3 separate regions of the Mus musculus genome follow, and all the other regions are linked to region 2. A link is a contact called in public HiChIP or PLAC-seq and promoter capture Hi-C data. All regions are on one chromosome and are shown on one strand. The core of a region is the stretch at or near the end of the contact, and the rest is flanking DNA. Distances in the headings are between cores, read along the strand shown.

Region 1 (4,121 bases), core at 760-3,259, 440 kb before region 2:
GAAGGGCAGTGCTAGGCAGGGTTTCCCTTTTAATGAGTACAAGAAGTATTAAGACTGTCACTAGGTGTCCTTTATTTATATTCATGCCTCTAAAACATTCTTTATAGTTCCACTATCATCCCAGTAAAAGTATTTCATTATTTTAAATGACACACTCTTTTAAAAGGCGCATTTTATCATTAAACAATTTTTGAATTGCTACTGCAGCTAAGCTTTGTGAAAGTAAACAAGTAAATAAGACTTCTGGAGGGTTTTTTTTTCTTGTTTTTGTTTTGTTTTCCTTAGACCGGGTTTCAGTATTTAGCACTGTCTGACAACGAATTTAACATTATCCTCCTCCTCTGCTTCCTGAGTGATGGGATTACAGGCGTGTGCCACCACACCCAGCTGAGAATGATTTGTTTTTAAAGAGCATCTTTAAAAACATTTTAAACTTGAGCCGGACTGTGGTGGCAAACGCCTTTAATCCCAGCACTTGAGAGGCAGAGGCAGGTGGATTTCTGAGTTCGAGGCCAGCCTGGTCTACAAAGTGAGTTTCAGGACAGCCAGGGATACACAGAGAAACCCTGTCTCGTAAAAACAAAACAAGAACAGTTTAAACTTGAAACACACCTTTCATGGGAGTCTACTTAAAAGTCCACGTGCAACTCCACATAAGGAATATGACAAGTAATTTGTAGGAAAAAAGTAGGACGTGAATGCAGCTACAGAACTGCTTCTCCTCGCGGTCAACTACTGACCTATCGTGCACTTTAAGCTCGAAGGAACTTTTTGACCGGATCGTTTCTCAGTAAGAGTGTCAGAAGCAATCTATACCACCTTGGCATGAGAGCCGTAACTGATAAGCTGCCTTTCTAACATTAAAACAATCCCTTTGTGGGCTATTTAAGCCTTTGGCAGTAATCTGCCACGATCTTAGTTTCGGCACCGGAGTGTCTGCTTTCTCTGGGTGTTCAAAACAGCAATGAATGAAGATCTGTATGTTGGCTCCAACTGCTAGGCTGCAAGGTGGTTAGAATAATAAGTGGCCCAGGGTAGGGTGCAGGGGGTGCTCAAATGTATCGGTAAAGAACTTAGAACCTCTGGTCATAGAGGCTCCGGACTGCCAAGTGTTTGGTAGGAATAACAAACCTGCATAGGCCAAAAAGGTGATGAGTGCAGCCAGCAGGTGGATGCGAAGCTTGGTTCGGACCTCCTGGAAGTGCAGTAGAGCGCTGTGGAAAATAAAGGAGCAGATGGCCTCTATGATGATCGCTTTGGACATGTCGGTGTGGATGGGATTCCTGCAAGCTAAGATCCTTTCGTCGTAATGGTACTTGGTCAGACTCAGGCTCCACAGGGCGCTTATGCAGTACCTGCTGCACAGGGCGCTAACCAGCTGAGCCAACAACCTCACGGCACCCATTTCGGGGGACATACCCCCCAGAATCATCTGCATCATCACGCCGCACGGGTTGCTAGCTGTGCCCACCAGGGTCAGGCCATGCACCAAGGAAAAGAAGTAGATCAGTGTCAGAGTCCAGGTGGGGTGCGCAGAGTCCTGCTCGCTCAGCACTTGGAGCTCGTGGGTGCAGCAGCAGAGCTGGAAGGTAGCTAGAAACTCCAGGACGAAGGCGTGGACCACGGGCCTGTGTAGCTGTTGCCGGGCGATCACGCGGGCCAGCCCCACGAACAGCACGAACAGCAGCATTAGCCCCAGCGAGATGCAGGTGTCCTGCACCTCGGGCCGGAGCCCCAGTAGCGCGGACATGGCTCCCTCACCGCTGGGGATGGCTGAGGGCGGCAGGGACAGAGGAGCGTCGGGGGCTGGAGTCCGAAGTCCGCCGCCCCGCCCTCCCACGCCCCTCAGGGGCGGGCCGAGTGGAGAGCCCGGGTTCCGCGCTGGAGGGCTCCTCCCCTCCCCGGCTGCGCTGTGCAGATGTGACCTGAGCCGGGGAGGGGGGGAGGGCGGGGGAAAGGAGGCGGCGAGGGAGCTGTCCCTGGGCACTGGCGGAGGGGACAACGGTCTGTAGAGCCCCACGCGCACCCGCCTTCCGCCGCCTCCCTCAGCACAGGGCCAGGGCCCCGAGACCACTGCGCACGCGCGTGGCGCCCGAGCTCTGGGCTCTCAGCGCCGGACCCCGAGCCTAAGACCGCACCACGCTGGTGCTAGAGCATGTGGCGATCGGAGCGTGGCTTGGGAACTCTGCCTTGATCTTTGCACACTCCGGAAACTGTACTCCACGGAGCCCCAGAGGTCATCTTTGCAGCCACCCCGTTTTTACTAATGGAGAGACTGAGGTTGAGGAGCGAGGAGGTGACCCTCAGGGAAGGAGCTGTGGTCAACTGGGAGTGGGCGTGAGAACCGAGGTTTGACTGGTTTGACAAGGTGTTAGAGCTTTGGTTTTCTTCACCCACACTCGAACTTTTTTCGTAAGTGTGGGGGAAAATATATATATCCATTTATGTGTAAAATTGACGTTAATTATATTCACACTTTATCTAGCTATCGCCACTATTTCCAAACTTTGGATGTTGTGTTTTATTTTTTATCGAATGCATTTGCTTAATTATCTAATTGTCTTATTTATGTTTATATATGTGCATACACACACACACACACACATATATATATATGTATGTATATACATACATACATACATACATACATACATACATACGGGGGTCGCTGTGCCCAATCTCATGTGTTCCACAAGGTGGGTCCCAGGGATCAAACTCAAGTCCTCAATTGGGCACCTTTACCTGCTGGAAGCACCTTGCCTGCAGGTGGTGGTTTAGGCATGAAGTCCTCAAAGTTTATAATGTTTATGTTATCTTCATCATGAGATATTAAAATACTAAGAAAACATTGTTTGCTTGTTCTCATTGGCATCCAGTGTGGGAAGGAAACCCTTGGATTGGTTGGCTTCCCAGAATCCTGGGACAACCTGAGGCAGGATGGAAAGAAGGGAGTTTGAGGGGCCATGGAAAGGAAGCTAGCCTGGAGCTGAAGTCTTGCACCAGCTGAGAGTCAAGTATTCCAGCACAGTTAACATCTATTGTGAAGTTTGCCTTATAGATATCCCAAATAAGAATATTAAAATAGGTGCTGGTGAGATGGCTCAGCGGTTAAGAACACTGACTGCTTTTCCGGAGGTCGTGAGTTCAAATCCCAGCAACCACATGGTGGCTCACAACCATCCTTAATGAAAAACAAATAAAAAACCTATGGTCCAGTGCGAGCGGGGCCGGAGCAAAAGGGAAGGGGGGAAAAAGGGAATATTAAAATAGTTCTGGAAGTCACTTTCTGAGGCGACCTTCCTCCTAGATGGTCTTTGTGACTTCCAACCATGGCATACCAGGGCCAGGGCCACAGAAGGTGTGGAGGGTGATGGTGCAGTCCGCCAACCTCAAGTTCAGATACTTGCCAGGCAGATTCCGGTGTGGCTGTGTGAGCAAGTGAATATTGGGAAAGAGGGATAGATGGCTGCATTATTGGCATTGAGGAGTACTTGAACCTCGTATTAGATGATGCAGACAAGATTCACCGTAAAACAAGAAAACAGCCGGGCTGGATCATGCTGAAAGATTTCTGAGTTTGAGGCCAGCCTGGTCTACAGAGTGACCTTCAGGACAGCCAGGGCTACACCGAGAAACCCTGTCTTGGGAAAAAAAAAAAAAAAAGTCTTCTAATGGGAACACAGTCTGAAACATTTATTTATGTTGTTTCGGTAGCCCTTATGCTATTATTATATAACAATAAGTGCTGTAAGGTTGTTTTGTCTCACACACACACACACACACACACACACAGAGAGAGAGAGAGAGAGAGAGAGAGAGAGAGAGAGAGAGAGAGAGAGAGAGAATGTTAGAATAGGGATTAAGGAAACATAACCTTTCCCCCAGTTTTCTAGTTTTCTCATGAGGAGCTCCATTTAGTGAAAGATATATCTAATCTCCCTTGAATAACCTTTGTGACCCAGGATTTACCTCATCAGGTTGTAATCATATCCAAGACATCTTATGACTCACTCTATACTCATATTTACCAAAAAGGATGTGTGTGTGTGTGTGTGTGTGTGTGTGTGTGTGTGTGTGTGTGTAATAATAGGAAGGAGCCCTTAGAAAAACTTCCATCAATG
Region 2 (4,380 bases), core at 164-2,663:
CCAGTCAGGAGCTCATCTGTTGGCCCTCCATCCTCTCAGTGGGAAGAGAAGCCTCTTAGGTTAGGCTCCACCCAGGCTTCAGCTCTGACCCAGCCTAGGGCAGTAGCAGCAGCTGGGCCCACCACACCCGACCCCCCCTGGTCTTCTTCACCTCCACCCAAAACACTAAGCCTGCAGCAAGGACCAGCAAGGATCCAGGGAGGCCTCAACCTCCCTTGCACAGCAGAGCTTCCCAGGAAGATCTCCCTGAACACTTAGCTGCCCTGGGCATTGGCTGAGTGTTCCACCCTCTGGCACAGAGGAGATCAAGGCTTGTGTCTTGGGATCCTGGGTGCCAGTTCTGGCTGGGTCACCTTAGAGAGAGGCTGCCTTCCCTTCTGCTGCTGGGGCTCATCTGTGTGAAGTCTGGGGCTGACTCTCACCACAGGAAAGACTGCCAGGGCAAATGAGCACCTGTTATTGCTCTTCAGCCCCACTCCACCCCTGGGCCCCCTTAGGGGGACCTTTCCTACACTCCCCACCCCCAATCCTGACAGCTGGAGATAGGATCAATCCTGAATTGTCTCCGAAAAAAGCCAGTTTCTGCCAGACCCGCCTTGCTCCCAGTGCCACACACCCAGCCCTGAAGGTAAGGAAGAGCCCCCCCCCCCACCCCCATTCAACTAGGGGATTGTGGCCAAGAAGGGGTGAAGGGTCATCTACCTGGGATCTTTGGTCTCATGGTCTCATGCCTACTCCAAACCATGGGATGTGGACATCTAGAAAGGTTAGAAGGTTTAATGGGTTGAGGAGCACAGGCGTGAGGACAGGAAAGGGGACCTGTAAGGAAGATTAGAGTCTAGCCCACCAGTGATAAGCACACCCCAGCACTTCTGCACTGGGAACGCGGCCTCAGAACACCCAGGTGGAGGTGAGGTTGATTTCTCACCCAGGGCTGCGGGTGGAGGTAGGGATGAGCTCAGGGGCCCCGGGCATATCTTTGGGGGGTGGGGTGGGGGTGGGGCTCCGCCTCCTAGGCCTGCAGGCCAGCGCTCAACTCCCAGCCCTGAATCCGCGGGATGTACAACCCCTGCTCGGATTCGTGCTCCCAAGGCACGCACTGGCCCGCGCTGCACCTGCACACACACCCAAACGCACACTAATGTGCGCTCGCACACGCCTCCCTCCGCGCAGCGCCTCCTACCTGCCGCGTCGCCGCAGCTGGAGCTGGACTCCCGGGATGCAGAGCACAGTGCGGGCACTGGAGCGGAGGCTAGACCAGCCCGCGCCACAGCCTGGGACTCTGCGGGGAGATGATACCCCGGCAGCCCGCAGGCGGGGGTTGGAACTTGGACCCCCGGGCTTCAGTCTGTCCCGCCCCTCCTCTCAGCCTCCTCCCATTGGAGGCCAGAGGCGTGGTCTCCCGGGGTGGGGCGGGGCGGGGAAAGGGAGGTTGTTGCGCATGCGAACTAGAGAGGCTGTGCCTCCCCCCCCCCACCCCCCTCCCTGAGGCCGCCCGATAGTGCTGGCTCGAAACTGAAAGGGTGGCCCTGACCCAACACTCCTTCAAACCCCACTCCAGTGCTGTCCGCGATAGGAGAGCATCCCGGGACGTTGGCTGCCTACCTCGCCATTGGCCTTGGAGGACCTGCGTGCCCCACTAAGTGCTGGCAGAGAATGTTGGCCGACTTGGGGTATGCATCTTAGCCGGGCTCAGACAGGGCCAAGGCAGGGCAGCTGAGAATGGGAAGACCCAATGAGATGAGAACCACTCCCTTTCCATTTGTATCCAAACACCCATTCCCAAGATTTTAGCTGGAGAAGAGGAATGTAGGCCCTGGTGAGGTGTCCAGAGGGCCCCAGTCAGTTAAGGGAAGCTGGCCCTATCCTGTCCAGACCTGTCCTGTCCTGGGCATTTATCTGCTCTGAGTGTAGACTAAAGCAGCAGGGCCCAGATTTTTGACCCTCTCTGACTGCCTTCAGAATGCCCTGGAATACACCAAGCCTTGGTTTCTTACTCTGTGAAGTGGAAACTGCAATCTCCTCAGGCCAGGCGGTTTGGGGGAATCCCAGGGAGATTTATAGATGACCAGGGCTGGCCAACAGTAGGCTGGGTCACTCTAAGGCCACAGAGACAAAGCTTGTCTGACCTGGTCATACTAGTCGCTCACAGGTCAGAAACTCAGGCCCACTCATCCCTCTAGTTTCCTGGTCTCTGTTAATGATTACCTCAACCTCAGTCATCCGGCCCTCTACCTCACCCCTGTCCCTGGCCACCTAAGTGTAGCTCCATCTGGTTACCTGACTGACCAAATAGTTTCCAACCATGTTGCTGTTCCCCCTACCCACCACCACCCACGCACAATGTTCCAAGACTACTAGGTTCCGCTCTCCATTTACCCTAGTCCTGGCCTATGGCCGCCGGCCTAGGGTTTTTACATTCTTTCCATCCCCACAGAAAAGCTCTTCTATTGCCTCCACACAGCCTCAGCGTGTCTCTGTCCAGAAGCCCTTGGTCCACAAAGCAGATCTGGATCAAGGGCTCACTCCACCAGTTACCGAGAAAGTTCTATATCCTTTAATGGTCTCAGTTTCCTTGTCTGTAAAATGGGCTTTCTAGGAGAAGCACATGGTGATTGTGGAGACAAAAAATGTCAAAAAGGTTCAGTCAAAGTCCTCAAGCAAGGTAGCAAGTAGCATTACCTCTGTCAGGGCACCTCTCAAATCTTCCGAGATAGAGCAGGGGTCATGTCTGGGAAAGTGTGTTCTTCAGCCCACAAAGCCATGGTATCCAGAGAATGCTCTGACTCTCTTCTATAGCTCTGAGTATGGAGCCAGGAGAGGGTACTATGTGTTGGTTTCATTCGTGGGCTCTGCCTTGACTCCTTAGCTGTGTGGCCTTGGACATGAGACCTGTACTGCAGAACTCAAAGCAGCACCCACACTGCAGTCGTGGGGTCTCATTGGCTTAACTCCTGGGAAGTCCTTATGGGGCCCTCTAGCTGTTACTGTCCTCTAGCCCAGCCTGCTCATTGTATAAAGATACAGTGTCTCCAGCAGCAGAGACACATACCCTGCATCATGATGTTTAGGCCCAGGTGCCTTAGAACCGGGCTTGGACTGGGAGGCCTGTCTCAGAGCCCATCTCTGGCAGCGTCCACCTTCCTGACAGATGAGGGAAGAAACCTAGAGAGACAGCGACCTGTCGAGGGCATCTGGACTTGATGGAGGAGCAGAGGCTCTGATCCTTGGGGAGCAGAAGATCAAGGCATGCCAGGAAGAGCTGGGCTGCCTACCTAACAAGGCTTTCTGGGGGGCGGATGATGCATCTTTGCCAATGTGTTGGCCTCAGGACCCTGCCAATTGGTTTTTATAAGCTTAGTCATCTAATGGTGCCATTAACGAGCCTGATGGCTAGGTGTTTTTCCATTAAATTCTCACAGTTATTAGCCCCACTTAGTCAATGGCAGACCTGAACCTCAGGGAGATGCCCCAGGTCACAAAATTAGTAAACAGCAGAACCGGGATCCAGACCTACCGAACTATGCTGGTTCTATCTATTTTGTGTTGGGCCTCTCCTTCTCCTCTCCTGGCTTTCAGGAAAAGGACATCACTGTAGGCCCCTTGATCTACTTAAAGTCCCTTGTAACTGGGGACTCATTCCTTCCAGGGATAGCCCCATCCCTTCTACTGGTCAGAATCAGAACCCGTTCTACCTAGCTCTGCAGAGCTCTATGCCTCTCACCAATGCCCAGAATCAGAATCTTCTCTGCTCAGGTCAGTAACACCATCATTACTGTTCCTGAGTAATAGTGTTACAGAGTTTCCCAGGTGAAATTCATAATGATCGGGTTTTCTTTTTTTTTTTTAAAGGTTTATTTATTTATTTATTACATGTAAGTACACTGTAGCTGTCTTCAGACCCTCCAGAAGAGGGAGTCAGATCTCATTACGGATGGTTGTGAGCCACCATGTGGTTGCTGGGATTTGAACTTCGGACCTTCGGAAGAGCAGTCGGGTGCTCTTACCCACTGAGCCATCTCACCAGCCCCCATGATCGGGTTTTCTTCCTTCCTTCCTTCCTTCCTTCCTTCCTTCCTTCCTTCCTTCCTTCCTTCCCTCCTTCCTTCCTTCCTTCCTTCCTTTATTTTCTTCCTCTTCTTCTCCTCCTCCTCCTTTTCCTTCTCTTCCTCCTTCCTTCCTTCCTTTCCTCCTACTCCTTCTCTCCCTCCTCCTCCTCTTCTTCTTTAATCATTTTGGCTGGCCATGGACTCCCAAGTTCAAATGTTTCCTCCATCTCAGCCTACTAAATGCTGGAACTATAGGTGTTGCTGTGTCTGAATGTGAACTGTGCCCACGTAGGCTCATGTGTTTAAACAGGTGGTGTCCATCAGATGGTGC
Region 3 (3,962 bases), core at 1,303-3,802, 420 kb before region 2:
TACCTATGCTTCATCTAACTTAATGGACACTTCAGCCTGGCTCCTTGCTCTTCATTCTGAAGGCAATGAATCATGTAAAGCTATGATCAAATGAACGTGTACACATGTCACTTGTTAAGCTGTGTTTTAGGGTGAAGGTGTTGACTGTGACCCTTTGTGATGGGCAGGAAATATAGATCATCATCATCATCCATGTCACTGTCCCTGCAGTGGGAATGTATGTGGTCGGCGAAGAGAAAACATTAGTTTGAGCCCCTAGCATAGTCATGCTGTTCTGATGTTGCAGAATAATTTCCAGTCTCTACCAGGTAGTACAAAGCACAGGGGTGTTGAACGGCCTGTATCACTGGGAACGGGACTGGATGTGAGTGCTGCAGCAGTCACAGGTAGAGGAGATTGGAAACTGTACAACAAAGGTAGGAAGCTGGATGGGCGGGGCTGGAGAGTGGGTGGAGGGATGGCTGGGAGAATTTTCCCTTGTGCACATTGACCCCTACCAGACTGGCCTGTGGACAAGCCGGTAGGGCATTTTCTTGGTGGATGATTGATATGAGAGAATCCAGATTAGAGTGGGTGTGGCCACCTTGGGCAGGCCAAGCAAGCCATGGCGAGCAAGCCAGTAAGCAGCATCTCTCCATGGTCCTGCATCTGCCGCTGCCTCCAGGCTTTTGCCTTGAGTTCCTGCTCCGACATCCTCCGTGATGCACAGTGATGTGTAGGTCTAATAAACCCTTTTCTCCTGAAGTTGCTTTTGGTCATGGTGTTTTATCACAATAATAGGAATCCAAAGACAATCATAACCTTGTCTCTGAGGGAAACGGAGGCAGGCAGGTCACTGCGGCTTGCTGGTCGCAGCAGAGCTGAGAAATTCCCGGGTCAGGAAGAGATCCTACCATGGAGCAGCAGAGCAGCAGGCAGAAAGCGCAGGAAGAGGAGACCCAGTGTTCCACCCACATGTATAAGCATGTGCACTCCTTCCCACAAAATAATCAAAGTTAAAAAAAATAATGTATGCAGGATAATAACGCCATAATAGAACATTAAAATAACTGGTGGTTCGTTATATCACTTCCTGACTCTTCTGTGTATGTTTGAAAATTTCCACACTGTAAAGTTTAAAAATAAACCTACCTACAGGGCAGTGTGTTAATTGGCCCAAATGGTGCTCCAGGACCCGCTGCAGGGGTGGTCCTCGGCCAGTGGGAGGAGCTTGCGCTTGGCAGTCAGAAAGGTCTGGTTTGATTTCCAGCTCTGTCCCTCTCTCACCACATTGCTTTGGGCAAGTCACTGGCTGGCTTCTGGGCACAAACATGGGGCACAAGCGTGGGTACTTCGTGTTTCAGAATGTTGAAGGAACAAGTGAGTCCACGTGTCAAGTGCACATCCCGTGCCAGGCACACAGGAAGTGCAGCATACAGTCTTAATTACTTTACAGCAATCTAACTATTCTTTTTTTTTTTCTTTTTACCTTGTTGGTTTTAAAAATAGATGTAAAAATATAGAAGTATATGAAGCAGAGGTGAACTTTCCGTTGCAAACTTCCCAGTGTTCTTTCTATGGGAGGAATCTGCTTAAATTAAAACTTTAGCCTGTATTTTTCCAGACAGTTTTTTTTTTTTTAGTCTTTAAATATATGCAGGCATATGCATCTGTAATCATGTATATATTTAAAACAAAAGTGGATTTTTTTTTTTTTAGATACTTTCTCTGTGTAGCCCTGGTATCCTAGAACTCACTCTGGAGACTAGAGAGCAACCTGCCTCGGCCTCCTGAGTGCTGGGATTAAAGGTGTGTACTTGGTCCCCCAAAATGGAATCGTACTCTTTGCTCTGAAATCTCCTTTTGATTTATACTATAGAGCACCTGTGTGTGTGTGTGTGTGTGTGTGTGTGTGTGTGTGTGTGTGTGTGCAGTTATAGAGGCCAGAGGGCAAAGCTGTCTACCTCCTTTGAAACGTGTCTCCATTGTCCTGGAACTCACAGAATCGTCTAACTGGCTAGCCCAGGAACCACAAAGATCCCTGTGTCTATCTTCCCAGCGCTGAGATCACAGGCTCATGCCACCATGTTTGGCGTTTTTACATGGGCTCTGGGAATCAAACTCAGGTCCTCACACTCGCAAGGCAACGGAGAAATGCCTATAGCATTTTATGTCAGTTCATGAGGCTCTGTAGATATGGTTTCATAAATTTCATTCCTATGCATTTGCTCCCAGCTGTGGGCATTTATATATGCTAGAATCTGGCAATACTGCAACGGTTCTAACGTCCCTCTATAACGTCACAGGAGGATTTTTTTTTTTTAATTTTGGTTTTGTTTTATTGTTGTTTTGTTTTATACTAAGACCCCAGTATTCTTGGCTTTTTCTACGTTTCTAAGCTGCATGCCGAGAGGGACTGTCTTCTCTGGTCCCACTGATTTCTTAACAAACTGAGGTGTGGTTTGATTTAGAGAAAATATCAGCCTCAGTGGAGAAAAGAGTCCGGCTGCTCTCTGCTGTCTGCCTGGGTGGCTGGAGGACGGTGACACAGCTGCCGTTGTCAGGGCTGAACACAGCAGAGGGCTGGGTGAGTCACAGTTTTATTTGTGAAAAGCCCGCAAAGATCCTGTGAGGTGGGATCCTGAGAGAACCAAACAATAAAACCTTCTCTCAAAAGAAATCCCAGTGGATGTGGGGATGAAAAGGTGGGTGAGGAAAGAAGCGGGTGGAGAAGTTCACTTTCCCCTCCTGTTGTCCTGGTGGCTTTTCAAGAGGACGGTGCAGGAGAAAGATGGTTTCAAAATGGGGACTGGGGGCGGGGGAGGTCTGGCCCTGCCTTATGTAAGAGCACCTGACATGCGCGGTACAATCAGTCCCAGGCAGACTCCTCAGAAAGATCGCTTTGTAAACCACTCTTGGCTCAGGGGAGGCCAACAATTGCCAACAATTGGCCTTTGTCCTTGCGGCTCTCCCATCATCCCACTATAAAGCTTCTGGTTCAAACCACTGGGAGGTTTGGGCAAGAAGAAATTCTTCCATTGTCTGTTAGGAATGAGATCAATAAGGTGACGTAACCCATGATGTAAGGCTTGCCCCGGGTTCCGGCTGGTCCAGGTGCAGGAATCACAAGAGGCCTCCTTACTGCACGTATTTCTTTAGGCCCTTAGGCAACCTGGCCACACAGTGTGAAATCTTCAGCACCTTCCCTTTCCCCTTTCTGCCTTATAACCACCCTCGCCCATGACCCCACAACAGGCTCCCTGGTTTCTTGGACTAGAGATCTCCCTTCTGCAGCCTCTTTCCAAACCCAGCCTATACTGCTGCAGAGTCACACGTTCTTTTGTCTGTCTGTCTGTCTGTCTGTCCTTCTTGCCAGCTGTATCCTACATTCTCAGCCCCAGAGGCTCGAGGTTAAGTGACAGCACAAAGACACAAGTGGATAAATTCAGACTATGAGGTGGACCATGAAGCAACTGAACTAGTTTAATCATCGCATCAACATCACAAGAAGAAACAAATACACCAAGGGATGTAGGTGGAATGAGGGGAATTGTCCTAGATTTTAAAATTCAAAAGCTGGGGCTGCGGAGATGGCTCGTCAGGTGTCGGGTAACGGCACTTGCCACACATACTTGGCAACCTGAGTTCAGTTGCCTGAACCCACAGAAAGGTGGAAGGAAGGACCTCACTCCACAGAGTTGTTCTGTGATCTCCACATTCATATGTGGTTCGTGTGCCTCCCCTCCCCCAACACATACACGATAAATAAATAAAAATTATATTCAAATGCATGCAAGAACCCTTGTTTGAATCCTGATTTTAATAAGATGTCACAAAATGGCATTTCTTTAGATTTTTTTTTTTTTCCCGAGACAGGGTTTCTCTATATAAACCTAGCTGTTCTGGAACTAACTTTGTAGTCCAGGCTGGCCTCGAACTCAGAAATCCGCCTGCCTCTGCCTCCCAAGTGCTGGGATTAAAGG

What was found. Promoter capture Hi-C pulls out the DNA fragments that hold promoters and counts their contacts. HiChIP or PLAC-seq counts read pairs in DNA pulled down with a chosen protein or histone mark.
Region 1: a promoter capture Hi-C map of fetal liver shows a contact between it and region 2, with 2.4 times the contacts expected there. The contact joins the promoter of Aqp11 here to the promoter of Capn5 in region 2. A contact is called at or near these places in 13 of 39 promoter capture datasets (the 3T3-L1 cell line, the C10 cell line, cranial neural crest and 7 more), 1 of 15 datasets of contacts at CTCF or cohesin (large pre-B cells), 4 of 484 Hi-C or Micro-C datasets (the G1E-ER4 cell line, embryonic stem cells and pre-B cells), 14 of 115 datasets of contacts at active chromatin or transcription factors (the SCID.adh cell line, astrocytes, bone marrow-derived macrophages and 6 more) and 1 of 9 other capture datasets (pancreatic islet).
Region 3: an H3K27ac HiChIP or PLAC-seq map of embryonic stem cells shows a contact between it and region 2, with 4 times the contacts expected there. The contact joins the enhancer-like site here to the promoter of Capn5 in region 2. A contact is called at or near these places in 6 of 39 promoter capture datasets (the 3T3-L1 cell line, the C10 cell line, embryonic stem cells and 3 more), 1 of 15 datasets of contacts at CTCF or cohesin (large pre-B cells), 4 of 484 Hi-C or Micro-C datasets (the G1E-ER4 cell line, embryonic stem cells and pre-B cells) and 11 of 115 datasets of contacts at active chromatin or transcription factors (the SCID.adh cell line, astrocytes, bone marrow-derived macrophages and 6 more).

The regions. Positions count from the first base shown.
Region 1 is chr7:97,736,238-97,740,358 of GRCm38.p6, forward strand. It overlaps Aqp11 (aquaporin 11), which reads right to left and starts at 2,010. Exons shown (of 3, transcript NM_175105.3): 1 at 1,132-2,010. The coding sequence starts at 1,750.
Region 2 is chr7:98,176,861-98,181,240 of GRCm38.p6, forward strand. It overlaps Capn5 (calpain 5), which reads right to left and starts at 1,414. Exons shown (of 13, transcript NM_007602.4): 1 at 1,184-1,414. Gm16938 (predicted gene, 16938) reads left to right here and starts at 334. Exons shown (of 3, transcript NR_045972.1): 1 at 334-628; 2 at 2,465-2,550.
Region 3 is chr7:97,754,614-97,758,575 of GRCm38.p6, forward strand. No RefSeq gene overlaps it. Among named protein-coding and RNA genes, the nearest start is that of Aqp11, 18 kb to the left of the region's middle. Within about 2 kb of position 2,553, at least 116 of the 459 cell types and tissues checked have an H3K27ac peak or open chromatin away from gene starts, as enhancers often do. A contact at or near this core is called in astrocytes, embryonic stem cells, pancreatic cancer cells and 1 more, where this site is marked.